Regions from separate parts of the Drosophila melanogaster genome. Here regions 2 and 3 are each linked to region 1. A link is a contact called in public Hi-C data. All regions are on one chromosome and are shown on one strand. The core of a region is the stretch at or near the end of the contact, and the rest is flanking DNA. Distances in the headings are between cores, read along the strand shown. Region 1 holds the start of CG42232. Region 2 holds the start of Bruce (BIR repeat containing ubiquitin-conjugating enzyme). Region 3 holds the start of puf (puffyeye).

What was found. Hi-C and Micro-C count contacts between places; a contact is called where the count stands out from the background.
Region 2: a contact with region 1 is called in a Hi-C map of the Kc167 cell line, with 3 times the contacts expected there. A contact is called at or near these places in 9 of 107 Hi-C or Micro-C datasets (the D17-c3 cell line, the Kc167 cell line, the S2 cell line and 4 more).
Region 3: a contact with region 1 is called in a Hi-C map of the Kc167 cell line, with 4 times the contacts expected there. A contact is called at or near these places in 12 of 107 Hi-C or Micro-C datasets (the D17-c3 cell line, the Kc167 cell line, the ML-DmBG3-c2 cell line and 5 more).

The regions. Positions count from the first base shown.
Region 1 is chr3R:16,468,000-16,472,517 of dm6, reverse strand. It overlaps CG42232, which reads left to right and starts at 2,855. Exons shown (of 7, transcript NM_001144588.2): 1 at 2,855-3,284; 2 at 3,347-3,568; 3 at 3,642-3,685; 4 at 3,843-4,518. The coding sequence starts at 3,111. CSN5 (COP9 signalosome subunit 5) reads right to left here and starts at 2,419. Exons shown (of 3, transcript NM_058094.5): 1 at 2,079-2,419; 2 at 1,449-2,025; 3 at 1,112-1,389. The coding sequence starts at 2,339. The coding sequence ends at 1,244.
Region 2 is chr3R:10,328,977-10,333,714 of dm6, reverse strand. Bruce (BIR repeat containing ubiquitin-conjugating enzyme) reads left to right here and starts at 2,362. Exons shown (of 32, transcript NM_141738.5): 1 at 2,362-2,747; 2 at 3,714-4,024; 3 at 4,082-4,738. The coding sequence starts at 2,528. CG12818 reads right to left here and starts at 2,134. Exons shown (of 3, transcript NM_141739.2): 1 at 2,074-2,134; 2 at 1,918-2,017; 3 at 1,020-1,859. The coding sequence starts at 2,096. The coding sequence ends at 1,116. sle (slender lobes) reads right to left here and starts at 600. Exons shown (of 5, transcript NM_169338.2): 1 at 402-600; 2 at 132-218; 3 at 1-64. The coding sequence starts at 438.
Region 3 is chr3R:24,647,065-24,651,617 of dm6, reverse strand. puf (puffyeye) reads left to right here and starts at 1,575. Exons shown (of 20, transcript NM_170158.3): 1 at 1,575-1,974; 2 at 2,073-3,110; 3 at 3,228-3,939; 4 at 4,016-4,553. The coding sequence starts at 1,932. It overlaps ash2 (absent, small, or homeotic discs 2), which reads right to left and starts at 1,493. Exons shown (of 7, transcript NM_176558.3): 1 at 1,274-1,493; 2 at 1,029-1,213; 3 at 624-968. The coding sequence starts at 1,389.

The DNA.
Region 1 (4,518 bases), core at 1,606-4,105:
ACCCCCTTTGGCAGTGTTACATTTCATGTCAATGCTCCTTGTTGATGCCAATTGACGGTTACTTTTCGATATAATGTCTGAAAATGAAAGTTTTATTGCCTTACCACCAATAACTTACACGCACAAACGCAGTCCTCGTTGGTTTTGTCACGTAAATCTTTATAAAGGTTCTCGTTTGCTTACTCCAAGTGCGTTAATATTTCTTGTTATTTTGTTTATCTCCCTTTTTGATGTGGCATTTTTGGACTTGTTATGCGCCACAATTTACATTTACATTTAAGAGGATTTAAAAATTCCACAGAATAAATCCTGCACAAGCACACAAATGTTGACATTTTAATGGGCATTCCTTGCAGGAGTGATGATAACGGTTAAACAGGACTTGTATTTGCCTTGGCGCCCCCTCCCCCCTTTTTTTTTTTTGATACTTCACAGCGGCCATAAACGTGACAGCGTATTTAATTAGCGCCCTTCGCAAGCGGCCCCCTTCCTGTCCCTTCAAATTGATTGGGCCACGTGCTGGAAGGGCGTTGACATCTCACTTGTAGCTCTCGCTCCCAGGAGCAGACAGTAGACTACGGGTCTGTCAGGGAAACCCTAGAGCCCATCGGCAAACACGCAATCGGGGAATACAAGTTGTAAAATAAACCAAACGATGAAAATAATGAAACCATTTGATTGATGAGAGGGACGCATTCGCGGCTTGGCTTGTATAGCTAACCAGGCTGTGTAATATTTACTTTAAAAATCCCGAAGCAATTAGGGAATGTTTCAGTCGGTGGGCTTCAGTTGTTGCTTTGAGACCGGCTCGGGTTACATAATTCTAGACCAATTGATTTACCCAAGCATCACATTTTCGACAATGTTTTATCGCCATGTCCAATTATTTTATATTCTATAAATGTCAAATGCAGAAGCGTTTTTTATTTAACAATAAAAAGGTTTGTTTATCTGAAAGAATATAATAAATGGTGGATCGGCTGTTTTTCGTCCAGGCGAATAAAAGTTTCAACTTTTACTATGCCTTCCGTCGTCTAATACATAAATAACGAAAACAGTTTCTCTACAAAAAAGAACCCATTTTAAAAGTAAAAGCGTTTGAGATTTTTTTCATCAGCCTATGAGGCGGTTTTATAATTTCCTTTTTCTTTTGGATAAGCTTGACTTACTTAAATATTTCCCAGGGAAATGAAAAGAAAATTCACAATGCATTTTAAAATTCATTGCGAATTTTAGTGTTGAACTATTTGCCCAGTCCGACCTTGTTGAAAAGTTTGTCCTTAACAATCTGAGCCATCAAGCCGTGTATCAGTTCAATGGTGGAGCGGCTGCAGTCTCGGGTGGCCTTGGACAGCTTATCCTCCGAACGCTTCTCATTGACATCGGTTCCTGTGGATAATAAAGCGGGTAAATTATTTGCACAATTCCTAAATCGACCCATTATGTACCGCGACCTAAAAAGTTCTCACTCTGCTCCAGCTTCTCGGAGAGATCCATGATCTGACCGGTGGTGTACTCTGTGTTGGTGAGCAGACCCGAGCTGCCCAGTGTGTTTACCCAGTATTTGTTCCACAGAGAGTCGAGGAGCCTGCGGTCCAGAGCAGACTTGAAGTAGCTAATTTCCAAGGGATAGTACTGCTTGCAGTGGACTCCAAAGTCTTCGATCTTATTCAGCGGGATGGTCTGATACTCCGAGGGCTCCTCGTTTGGTGGCTTATAACCTTTTGGATACGTGCGGAATGCACCCAGACACACCTTGCCAGCGGAAACAGTGCGCACCGGATCAACCACAATGGCCACGAATGGCTCCTGGTATGTCTGGTTGAGCATCTGGGTGGACACATCGATGCCGGACAACCAGCAACCGTAACCGGGATGGCTGTGATACCAGCCCACGGCGTGTTCCATGCGTCCCACCTCTTTGGCCGCTTCCATGTAGGCGGTCATGTACTCGTACGCTTGTGCCTGGGCATTGACGCGGGTTTCAGTGCCCTCCACTGGCAGTGCAAATGCATCCATGACAATCTGCACGGGAATGACTTATAAATTGAGGACCTTTTTTACATTCAATAACTCACCATTGTGTTGTCCTCTACCTTGCCAAGCATTAGACCCATCACCTCCAAAGTACCGCCAGAGCGAGCGTGCATCACCATCTTTAGGAGCGCCAGAGCCGAGATCTTAATGTCCTTAAAGAAGTGGGGATCTTTCTCCCAGGGCTTCGCATCGATGATCTGCCGCTGCTGTTCGGCGTCGTAGCGAAAGATCTCGTCACAACTGGGCAACGTCTGGATGTTGTTCTCCAGCTCCCAGGTCTTTTGTGCGGCGTCGGAGTCCATTGTGATTGTACTTATGCCGAAAATTGTAGTCTTTTGTTGCAAGTTTTTGTTTTCCGGCTCAATTCTAGAGATGAACTTGTCGGTACCATCTGTACAATCAATTTCATGAAGGTACAATCGATATTTTTTATAAATCGATTATTATAAGTTAAGAAATTAAAATATTGATTAAAAAATTTAAAATTTATCTATATTAACAATTTATTTGTTTAATAAATAAAATGTATTTTTAATCGTTAATTTTTTACCAAGGAAAGTTTTTTAATTTAATTTTTCTGTTTACGATACGCACTCTAATTTGCAGCATTTTTGACTAAAAAAAACTTAAAACCTTATTTCATAGTGACAAAATGATTCATCGCAGTATCTGTAATCTGTATCTTTCTTTTCACTTCTTGAGATTAACCATTATTAATAATCACATAATATAAACCACTTTTAATTCAAGTAAGTTGTCAGTTCCTGCACCCCGAATTTTAAATGTAACGCATAAGCCGGCGCATTAAAAGCAGGTTGGCAGGGCTTGCGCGTCCATTGCAAAAAAATTCCTGCACAGAGTTTTCGCTACAATTAACTTTGGCAAGCTCGTGATGTGGGCCGTAAAAACAGTGTCTGGTGGAAAAGTGTGAAAGAAATCAGTGAATAGTTTGTGGGTGTTTTGTGTACGTGCATTTACCGTATTATTCCCAATAGCTTTGCGGCTTTTCAAAGTGCTCGCTTCGGTATTCGTTTTCCCCGCACCCAAGCCGCATTTGCGACGCCGCTTGGAAAATGTCGCTGGATGGCGGTAGGTTGCGCTACGAAGACGAAAATGGTAAAACCGTGGTTCTGGCAGCCAAAGGGCGCACCTTCCAGGTGGGCTCCTACTACAATTGCGACCTCATCCTGGAGGGGCCAGAGGAGGAGCGTCTAATTTGCGAAATAAACTGCGATGCCTTCGGCAGGGTGAGTCTGGATGGCAGGAATCCCCCTTAACCGCCCTAACATACTGCTTCTTCCGCCCTTAGGTCATCATATACAACAAGTCCAGCGGAGACCCCATTCATCTCAACGACGTGGCCATCCACGCTGCAGGCAAGCGTCCTTTGCTACACGGTGGCAAGATTACCATTCGAGACAAGGTCTACACGTGGGAGTTCCCCAAGACCTCCGAGGTGCAGGATGCCCCATGCACCCCAGAACGCCTATTGCCCAACGAACAGGCCTCAAACTCCTGCCCTTCATTGAAGGTAATAGCCGCCATCTGTTCCAGATAGTACAGTATTCCAAGTCCTACAATTTCCCCATTTTTATTTGATTTAGCAATCGCATCGTCTACAAGCCGAAAAACGCCTGACAGTTCACAAGTAAGTGAAAACAGCAGGCAGACCCCTAACCGACTACCTGGCCAACCCCTAAAATGTCTTTGGGCAACAACAATAGGAAAAAGTCCCTACTGCAAGCATGTGTTGTCTGCCTGTTAATAGTCCTCATAAAACCTTATCTCTGCTTATACCTTTTCAGTTTTCACTACAGCATCAATTCGGACGACGAAGGAAATACTTCTATAGAGTCTCGTGATCAGAGTGAGTCTCACTTGGAGGATGTCTCACTGAATGAATCAATTCAGCGCAGCACAGAGGAGACAGCTTACGAGTCCCCCAAAGTAAATCTTCTGGAGGCTACGCAGAATAAGGAGAATACCGCAACGCCACCAGGTAGCCACCAAAAGCTACTAAGGCTGTGCGCCATCTCCGACGTGGTTATTACCTCTTATTCGCCGCGCGAGACTGGCGTGAAGATCGAGAAATCCTTTTCATGTGTTCGAAAACCTGGCTACACCACGACGTCTTTGGCTGTTTCCACGCCCAAGAGCGTATACAGCACCCCCAAGGGCAATGTGCTCTCTGAACTAAACGAAGACAGCTGCAGCCGAGATCTAATGGACTTTAGCACGCCATCCACCTCAAAAAAAACCAAGCGGGATTCGTCCATGTTCCTGATCGACCTGACCACCCCATCAAAGCTACGACAAACACCCAAACAGACGCTTGGATTCAAGCTCACACCCAAACAGACGCCTATCAGTGTAGACAGCACCGACGAATCATCAGATGCATCCCCATTAGTCATAGACATAACTAACTCTGACACCCCGCCATCAGCAAGCCCTTCGCAACGGTATAAAACTCCTAAGCGT
Region 2 (4,738 bases), core at 1,113-3,612, 6.1 Mb after region 1:
GTCCTCACATCTAAAGTGGACGAGTTCAGACGTGTGCGACGTGTGGCACGTGGCGAAGCGGTACCTTTTGAAGCGAGAAATAATATTCTTAGACTTGAAACAACCGGGATCCGAGTTGGGCCACAACTTACCGAGTTCCGCAACCGTATCCAACTGCGGAGTGCTCGGACGACTGTCCGTTTCCAGAAGGGACAAGCGACGAGTTCTAGCCCGGGTCACTACCATATTTATTGGATTAAACGGATAAACGAAAAAATGAATAATGTGTAAGAATAAATTTTATTCGATCGAATGCAAAGGCGACCTGCTTGAGATAGGAGCCCCCCGTTAATGGCTGACTTTGGAGCGCCGGTTTACTTGTCCCGTTGCTTTTTCAGCACAGCACGCTTAGATTCACTCACCGCGCTTTCCATCTGTGTTCTCCGTATTATCATCCATTTGGCCCGGCTCTTTTGTTTTTCGCACACAACAATTAATTGAAATCAAGAGAGTTTCGAACCCGCATGCAAATTATAACAAAGAAATAGAAACGAAGACGCCAAGACGCCGAGCCAAAAAGTGATTTTCACATGTGCCGCAAACTGCGACGTTCTCTAACACTGCAGCCGGCTGTTGAGCATTTGTGTGGCGGCCGTTAGAATTCAAACTAGTATAGTTTCGGGGCTAAATTCAATGTGTCGATAGCCTAATATCACCTTCAACTGATGAATTATCTTAAATTAAATTTTATTCGAAATTAGGTTTCTATCTTCTTATTTTAAGTGCAAAATCACTTAATAGTTCGTCCGATTTAGACGCTGTGCAGCATTGGCCTGTTTCGGCACCGATAAAGTAGCCGATATCATTTAAGCGGAATTATCGCGAAATCTAAATTTAAACCATGACCAAACCGCCAAGACTTCTTGTAACGGTTGAATAACTGGATATTAAAGCGATGTGTTTATACATATGTATGTATTTATAAAAGTACAAATATTTGACGATAATCATTTTTATATTTAAACAAAGAGTATTTTTTTAGACAATTCAATAATAAAGTGTAATTTCTATTTATTTGCTTAGTGATTATATTCATAATCAGGCTGTTAACATTAAGTTGAAAACATAATTAATGGCTAGAGCATATTTTGCTTTGCTAACTCCGGATTAAACTGACTGTTGTACTTTTGGACAACCTTAGGCGTCGAAGCCGGCGTGGATTCGGCACTGGCAGCCACCGGCAGCTCCTTGGGTGCGAACAGAGCCTCGGAACGCTGGCGTTCCGCTGTTTCCCGTCGCATGCGCTCCCTTCTTAGCGTCTCGAGCTTTTCTCGTTTTATGCGTTCCTCGGCCAAAAGGGTCTCCCTTGAACCATTTTTGCTCTTGTGCTTCTTCTTATCTTTCTTGGATTTCTTGTCCTTGTGGGGTATTGAAGGTTCCTGAGAAGGCGCGGGTGTCCTTTCGCGAATTCTTTTTGTGGCCTTTTTGGGATCCTTTTTTTCTGGCGGCAACAAAGCATTAATTAGGGTCAGAGGATCGTGGGCTAGCTTTTGCTTATGATGAGTTTCAGTAGCTGTGGGATCCCCAACTTCTGGTCTTTTGGGGGCTAACTCGTACCAGCTGCGCACTTTCAAAGCTTCATTGGTGTCCTGGCCCAAGTAGGTGAGGTAGCCGATCTGCTTCTCATACTTCTCCTGCTCCTCCTTTTGCTCCTTTTCCAAGTCTTTGTTAGTGGTCTTCACTCTCGCCTTGTAGTCGGCAAAGAGATCCACCCCTTTGGTTGTTTCAGTACTGCATTGCGACTCCTCTCGAGATTCCTTGGAGGCCTTCTCCGGCAAGCCCGATTGGCGGCGCAGGAAGTTGATTCGTGCCTCGCTTTCCTATTTGATAAAAGTACACATTACTATGTTAAATTGACGATATTTGGGCAATACCCACAGCAAATTCCAATTTCTCCTGCCGGACTTTTTCTTCTGCTGCGGCAGCCGCTTGATCCCGGCGCACGCGGGCAATGTTCTCCTTGGTACGCACATGCCAGCTAAGAAATACACGTGAATTGATGAGAGGTATCTTTAGAATCAGTATAAAACTTACCGTTTTTTTGGTAAAATATTCATTTTATTTCCACTTTGTTGACATTCCTGTAATCGATTACTCGATAGGCATCTCTGTCTATCGAATGGCTCTGAATTATCGAATGCCCTAAGCGCAGTAGGCCGAATTTGTTGCTCTCTAGCTTGAAAAGTGGACTATTTTATTTATTTTTTAAATGTGTTTACTTTGCTGACTTGACGTGGCCACACCCACTTACACTCGCGCGCCCCCTGGGCACTCGATTAATTTTTGGCATTCACAGGCGATTGCTAGCAATCGAATGGCAAACACATCTGTCAGAAGGTAGAAGAAGAAGGGGCAAAACGAAGAAGAAGAAGAAGCACAGAGCTCTGTTTCGCAGCAATTATTTTCCGAATTGAATTGCGAAAAAAACCCCTACAGAGTATCCCAACCAGAAGCAGGAGCACACAAATTGCCGCGGCGCACCTCCGGAATGGCCACGGAGCAGCATCACCAGCAGCGCGTCCTCAAGCAAGATGGCTACTTGGATTTGGGCGACTGTAATAGCGCTCCATCTCGACCATTCGAGATGCGCAACGTCGTCTACCATCCGCAATTAAATGTCCTTTTGCTTTTTGACAACGGAAGCACGGTCAAGGTCCTGGACGCCAATTCAGGAGTGATTCTGCAGACCTATCACCTCAGTAGCAATGGTAAGATTTCCGAGGAAAAAAAAATCACACCTATGCACACACGAATGGGACACACTCACTCACACTGGCGCACGCAAATGTCAATACAGTGGAAAACTGCGAATTAGAACCCACACAGCAAAAAATAGCAATATATCAATAGTCTTCTGGTTCATCGAATATCTGAATTGTCTGAATCATATCTATAGAAGAACGATGTAACACAGATTTCAAATTGTTGCTAAACATTTTGGTCTTAAACAGAAACATTAACAAATTTAAAAAATACAATATTAAATTTTTATCTATTATTGAAATTTTCAATTTAAATTTGATTTAAGAGTTCCATTGAAAATGCTAATGTATTCGCAGACACTAAAACGGTATTATTGCATTATTTTCCATTAGCATTTCTACCGGTCTAGTTGCGAATTTAGTAAAAACAAATTCCAATTGTTTGCCTGCTAGGCCCTCATAGTAGTTTTGCAGTCGTCACAGCTATGGCTTACTGTATTGCATTTCTGTACGTAATTGCCTTGCACTTGTCGGCTTGTTTGTATGTGAGGCTGTGTGTTCTGGCAGTTTTTTGTGTATGCGTTTGTCATCAATTTTTAACAAAAGCTCTGGGAAATCCTTAAATGGAGACTTATAATTTGATCCAATCCATGGGGTTCGACATGGAAGCTGAAATCTTATGTACTGTCCTATCGCAGTGCGTTTGTTATTGCTTGCGATTAGCCGCTAGCAGCACGCATTTTGTTTTTGTTTTTCTTCTATTACGCAGTTGTTCTGTTTAATGGCCCCATTCGCCCCCGCTGCCCATGAACTTGTGCCACGGAAACGATTTTCGGAAAAGTTTCGGTCTTCAATTTCACGGATATAGTCCCGTTATCTATAGGCTTAGGAAACAAACTTATGATGAAATCGGCAAGAATAAGTCACATTCCCTTTCTAATGTTTTCTTTCGTCCGGGCTTTCCCTCTTCAGGCGACAGCATTGTGCATGGTCGATATATGCCTCTGCAAGACAAGATCTTGTTCTGGGATGGTCACAATCTCGGATTGCGAGGCGATTATAATGGCGTGCTGTTGCTGGACACCATTCTACAGGCTCCAATTGGCCAAAACGACGACTACATCAAGCTGGAGATCATCCTGTCCGAAGCGATCATCTTTCAGAACTGCATAACCGAACTGGAAAGTGAGGGCTTGGAGTGCCCCTGTGACATTAGCAACGAGCTGACGCAAAAGATAAACCAGGCGCAGCTGAAAGCCAAGAAGGGCATTAAGGCCCAGAGGGTATTTAGTTTTCCTAATACTTCGAATTTTTCATACTAACAGATTTCCTCGTTTCAGTGGAATACCATATGTCTGGAGGTACCCTATTCTAGCCTAAAGCTAGTATCCAATAATATGGTTATCCTACTGAAGCGGCTGGAGCGCCACATTCCCGTGCTGGCCATCGCTTCCGCCATTAATGAGCGTCTGACCGACATGATGATGGGCTCCCGCGTGCCAGATTTTGGCTGGAACTTTAGCAATTTTCAGCGCGTACTTATGCATTCGGAGGCAGTGCGACGCCAGACGTTTGAGAAGTGGCCCCATATGGACTACAAATGGGCTCTGCCCGATCAGATGGCTCAGGCCGGTTTTTACCATCAGCCATCTTCATCTGGAGAGGATCGCGCCATGTGCTTCACCTGCAGCGTGTGTCTTGTGTGCTGGGAGAAGACGGATGAGCCGTGGAGCGAGCATGAGAGGCACTCACCACTGTGTCCATTTGTCAAGGGCGAATATACACAGAACGTCCCGCTGTCCATAACCTACGCCACTAATCCCGCATTGCCAGCACCAGGACTTGGGTTCGATATCATTTCAAACAGTGATTACGCGAACGTGCTCTGCACCAGTTGCTCGCAAACGGGAGAGTTGAGCGTGTGGAGCATTGAACGCCATCTGAAGCTGATGCACACCTTTCATGTTCCGACACTGCTTAACTACATTTTCGAGGAG
Region 3 (4,553 bases), core at 326-2,825, 8.2 Mb before region 1:
AAAAGATGACGCCATCGCGGAGGGAGAATGAGCAGGAGCAGAAGCAGGACCCGGTCACAATGGAACTGAAGGAGCGGGGGCCTTGCAATTGCGTAGTGCTCAAAATCAAATCGCAATCAATTCCCCCGAAAGAGCACCACACACACGCACACTGAGACACTGGCGAAGTGTTCCAAGCGTAACTATTTGTTTGTAATGAATGAGCCAAGTTGAGCGCGCCTCTGCCAGCCCCACCCCACCCCACTTCGCCCCGCCCACAATCTGACTACGTGGGGCTCTCTCTCTCTCTCTCTCTTTCTCTGTGTGTGTGCAAATCTGAAACTACGATCCGCATTGCGATTTTGTTAGTTGTTGTTGTTACTTTACTCTGGCAAACACTTGCGAAAGAGCGTGCGAAAGGAAGCGGCGATAAATAGGGGGAGCGAATAGGCAGCGGAATAGGCGACACAAAAACCACTGTGCCAAAATCAGCTGGTCGAACAGTGTTGCCAATTTGGCCGCCAAAAGATAATTCATTTAGCTTTCTACCACTGAGCGTTCGATAACACATGGGGTCAAGTTTTTAGCATTCAAATTATAGACTTCAAATCGATTTAAATGTCTATCATCTTATTTACACTCACCTTGAGTATATCCATCGTCGGTGAGTCGCAGGGCGCCGCTCTTGCTCATGCTCTCGTAGTTGGGCTTGATGATTCGCAGATCCTGATGGAATAGTCCGTACATGGCGCCATGTTCCGCATGCTCCTCGTAGGTGAACAGGGTCTGCACATCCTTGACCAAAGATCGCTGGACGGTGCTGTACCAGGACTGGGTGAGTCTGCGTGGCATGGTGGTCATGGCCTCCCAGTACTGTTCGATGTACGGTATGATCTCCTTGTCCTTGCTAAACTGAATCTGGCGACGTCCGTCCCTGGAAGCCGCCTGCTGCATGTTGGCAATGGCACAGTGGCACATCTGGGATATGGCTGGAAGTGGATATTGTTATTATCAAGAGGGATAAATGTGCGGGGCTTCTTTGCACTTACTAGCCTGGCTCTTGCGAAAGCTCTCCAATCCGCTGGCAGAGCAATTTTTACAGACGAACACATAGTTGGTGATGAAGGGCAGAAGTTTACCCTTACCAAGCTGGTAGGAAACGCAGGTCTCGTGCACCCAGCGTGAACAGGTGGCACACAGCAGCTCCACAATATTGAGATTGCGCTCCTTGCCGCTAAAAACAATGTCAATAGAAGGGAGCCGGCCAAGCAAAAAACCCATACAAAGAGCTCACCAGTAACAAACGCCGGCTGCGGAACGCGTTTCCTGCGATTTATCCTCCTCCGCAGTGAAGTTCACCTCGGAGCTGGACTCTGTCGGCGAGCTTGTGTCCATTTGGCTGTCCTCCATTGCAGTGATAAAGGTTTTCAGTCAACAATTAGCATGTAAACAAATATTAGCGGCCCGCAAGAAATTCGGTGGCTGGCCAGAGTGACCGTTGGCGGGCAAACACATGGTGCGTTTGCAAATACCAGAACGTCGCCAAAGAGCGATAAACGATAGACGACAACATTTAGAGCACACAGCCTGACAACCCTGCCCCTGCCTCTTCGCTCCAACTCTGGCTCTTGCTTCGATTGTAATTGTATATATATATATCCCTACCATATATATATGTCCGAGTGTAGAATTATCATTTTTTTGTTGCCGAAAAACAGTGTTCCGTGTTGAGAGGCGAGGGCGCCATCCTAAATGGCATTGCACGACCGCCGGGAGCGAGCCGAGCGACCAACGAATAGCAAGAAGAGCAAGTGCCCGCAACTCAGACCGTGACTCCGCCAGCGTATCCCAGACTCCGACTACTCTCCATAGACGGCCAGGAGTCGTCGCCGCTGGCAAGGCGGCCCTAACCCCTGGAAGCTACCGATTCGGTGTGCAGCTAGTGGAGCACCATGTGCGAGGTGTGCGCCGACTTCCAGAATCTCCTGGAGCTCTGTAAGTGAAAAGTGCACTGCGAAAAAAAAATAGAATGAAGACGAACACCGGAGCCCCTGCCCCCTGCTTACACATAGTATTCCGAATTCCTTTTGCAGATGAGGTGCGCGTGGCCAGCTCGGATCTGAAGTTCCAGCTGCTGCTGAAGAGCGAGATCGAGACCACCTTCAACTACATCCAGTCGTGGCCGCAGCGTCAGTGCATGTGCCTGTACCGGGACACCAAGAACTATGACCGTTTCAACCTGGTAGTGCAGTCGCTCATCTGTCTGACGGTGCAGCATCTGAAGCACATCGACCACCTCATCGACAACTACAAGCGGCTAACGGCCAGTGCTGCCCAGGTGGTGGCCCAGGCCCAGCAGCAGCGTGAACAGCAGCGGGACGAAGCGTCAGCCCAGGCAGAGGCAAAGGAATCATCCGCGCCAGCGGAAGAACCTAAGAAGGAGGAGCCATCTGGGTCCGCCGGTGAGGAGGCTCAGGGCTCCGGCGACGGGCCAGCCAAAAAGCCGCCAGTTGGCCCCTGCACTCCCCCTCCCCCGCAAACGGCCAATCCTCAGCACAAATCCCACCTGCAGTACACAGAGGAGCCCTGGATCCTGCCCGAGGTGGAGAAACTGTTGGTGCTCGTTTCAAAGGTGTTCCTGCTCAACTTCCCGCTGTACATCGCCCACAAACATGGCATGCACTCTCGGCTGGACGACCTGCAGGCTGAGGAGGCCCACCACCTGGCCCTCATCTGCGATCTTCACGACAACGACCTGCCCATCTATCTGCTGCGGAATGTGAGCCTGTTCTGCAACTCGGGCGGCTTTGGCGCCATGTCGCTGTGCTTCGAACATCCCGATCTGCCAGTGTCCACCGCTCACTCGATGACCGCTGCCGTCTCAAATGTGAAACTTTGGCTGAACTATCACTGTAATACTCAGCTCTTCGTGCCGCTGCGAAGTCGGATACTGCAGTACATGTGCAAGCTGTCGGATCAGAGCCTCCGATCTGCCGCAACCCGCGCGATGGCCGATTTTGTGTGGTCCTCTATGCGAGACCCACTGGATGTTGCTGTCAACTTCGACACCGAAGGATTGGCCCTGGCCTTTAAGTACTTCACATCGACCACGCTAACCATGCGACTGGCAGGTATGTCCTACGATGTTGACATACTTAATTAGGACATTTCGAATAATGCTGAAATATTATATTTATTTATCAATAAATATTATATAATAAGAGTAAATGATTTCAAATATTTTCCAGGCATGGCCCAGATCAACGCACACATTAATCTATTTAACGAGATCTGCACCACCGAAACGGTCAACGAAGTGGAGCTGTTCGGGCAGCGCATCGCGAACTGGCTGACTGAAAATCATATTGTACAGCACCTGTTTGGCCCGAATCTGCACGTAGAAATCGTTAAACAGGCACACGTGCTGCTCAACTTTTTGGCGGTAGAGAACCAGATCTCTGAAGAGGACATCAAGCTGATCTGGCAAGCCACCCAGCTGAAGCACTGCTCAAAGACGATCTTCGACATCCTGCCTTCGCTGGTGAAGAATCTGACCCCGCGCCCGGCAATGCACCTTTACTCCCTCCTTTGCCGCATGGATCCCAAGGAGCACACTGAGCAGAGCATATACATAGCCTCAGCGCTAACAAAACAGCTGTGGACTCGTGATACCTCACGCAGTCAGATGAACCTGATGCAAGACCACCTGCTGGGGTCCAACGTCACCGCTTCCAGCTCTGACAGCGGCAGCATTGAGGGCAGCAACACAGAGGACGACCACGTGGGCGCCGACGACAGTAGCATTGCCAGCGGTGGCGGCGGCGGAGGTGTTGGTAACAAGAGTCCAATCGATGGAGTTACTCCATGCAAGCAGGCCCGGCACAGGCGGCACATCTGTGACCCCACCACCGAGAAGGGAAAGCAAATAAGTCCCGAGGATATGGCCAAAGTAGACTTGGTGTAAGTAAAATAGTTCTTCTTAAAATCTGAAATGTATTGACGTAATAAGTAACACCTATTTTACCAATTTACGCAGGAACAAACGGATTGTGAACATTATCGACAACACAAGCAGTGAAGAGGAGCTGCAATCGCGGGCCGCACTGGAGCTGCAACTGCATCGCAGCCGCAAAAAGACGAGCAACAAGCGACGGCGACAAAAAACCAACAAACAGATCATTCTGCCCCATGAGCTGGTCGAGATTTGGGACGGAGTTGAAGATGTGCCCAGCAGTGACGAGGCTGATGGCGAAGCCGATGGTGATGGCGAGGGCGAACTTTTAGCGGACAGCGATGAGTGCAGCGATGGTGCTACGAGTCAGCTGGTACCCGACGCCGTGCTAAAGCATCTGCAGGGAGAGGGACCTTTTATCAGGGCCATCGAGACCAATATCAATGAGCTGCTCAGTGGTGCCGAGAACGATGGCAGTTACTCATCCCCGATGAGTAACAAATCTGAAAAGAACCTGGCTGACTTCGATGACGAGGACGTGTCGCCTTGCGAGGAGGAGCTGGCCCAGCTGGTCAGCTCCCGCGCCAATTGTTCGGACGTTCCACCAGCCTTTGCAGCCGCT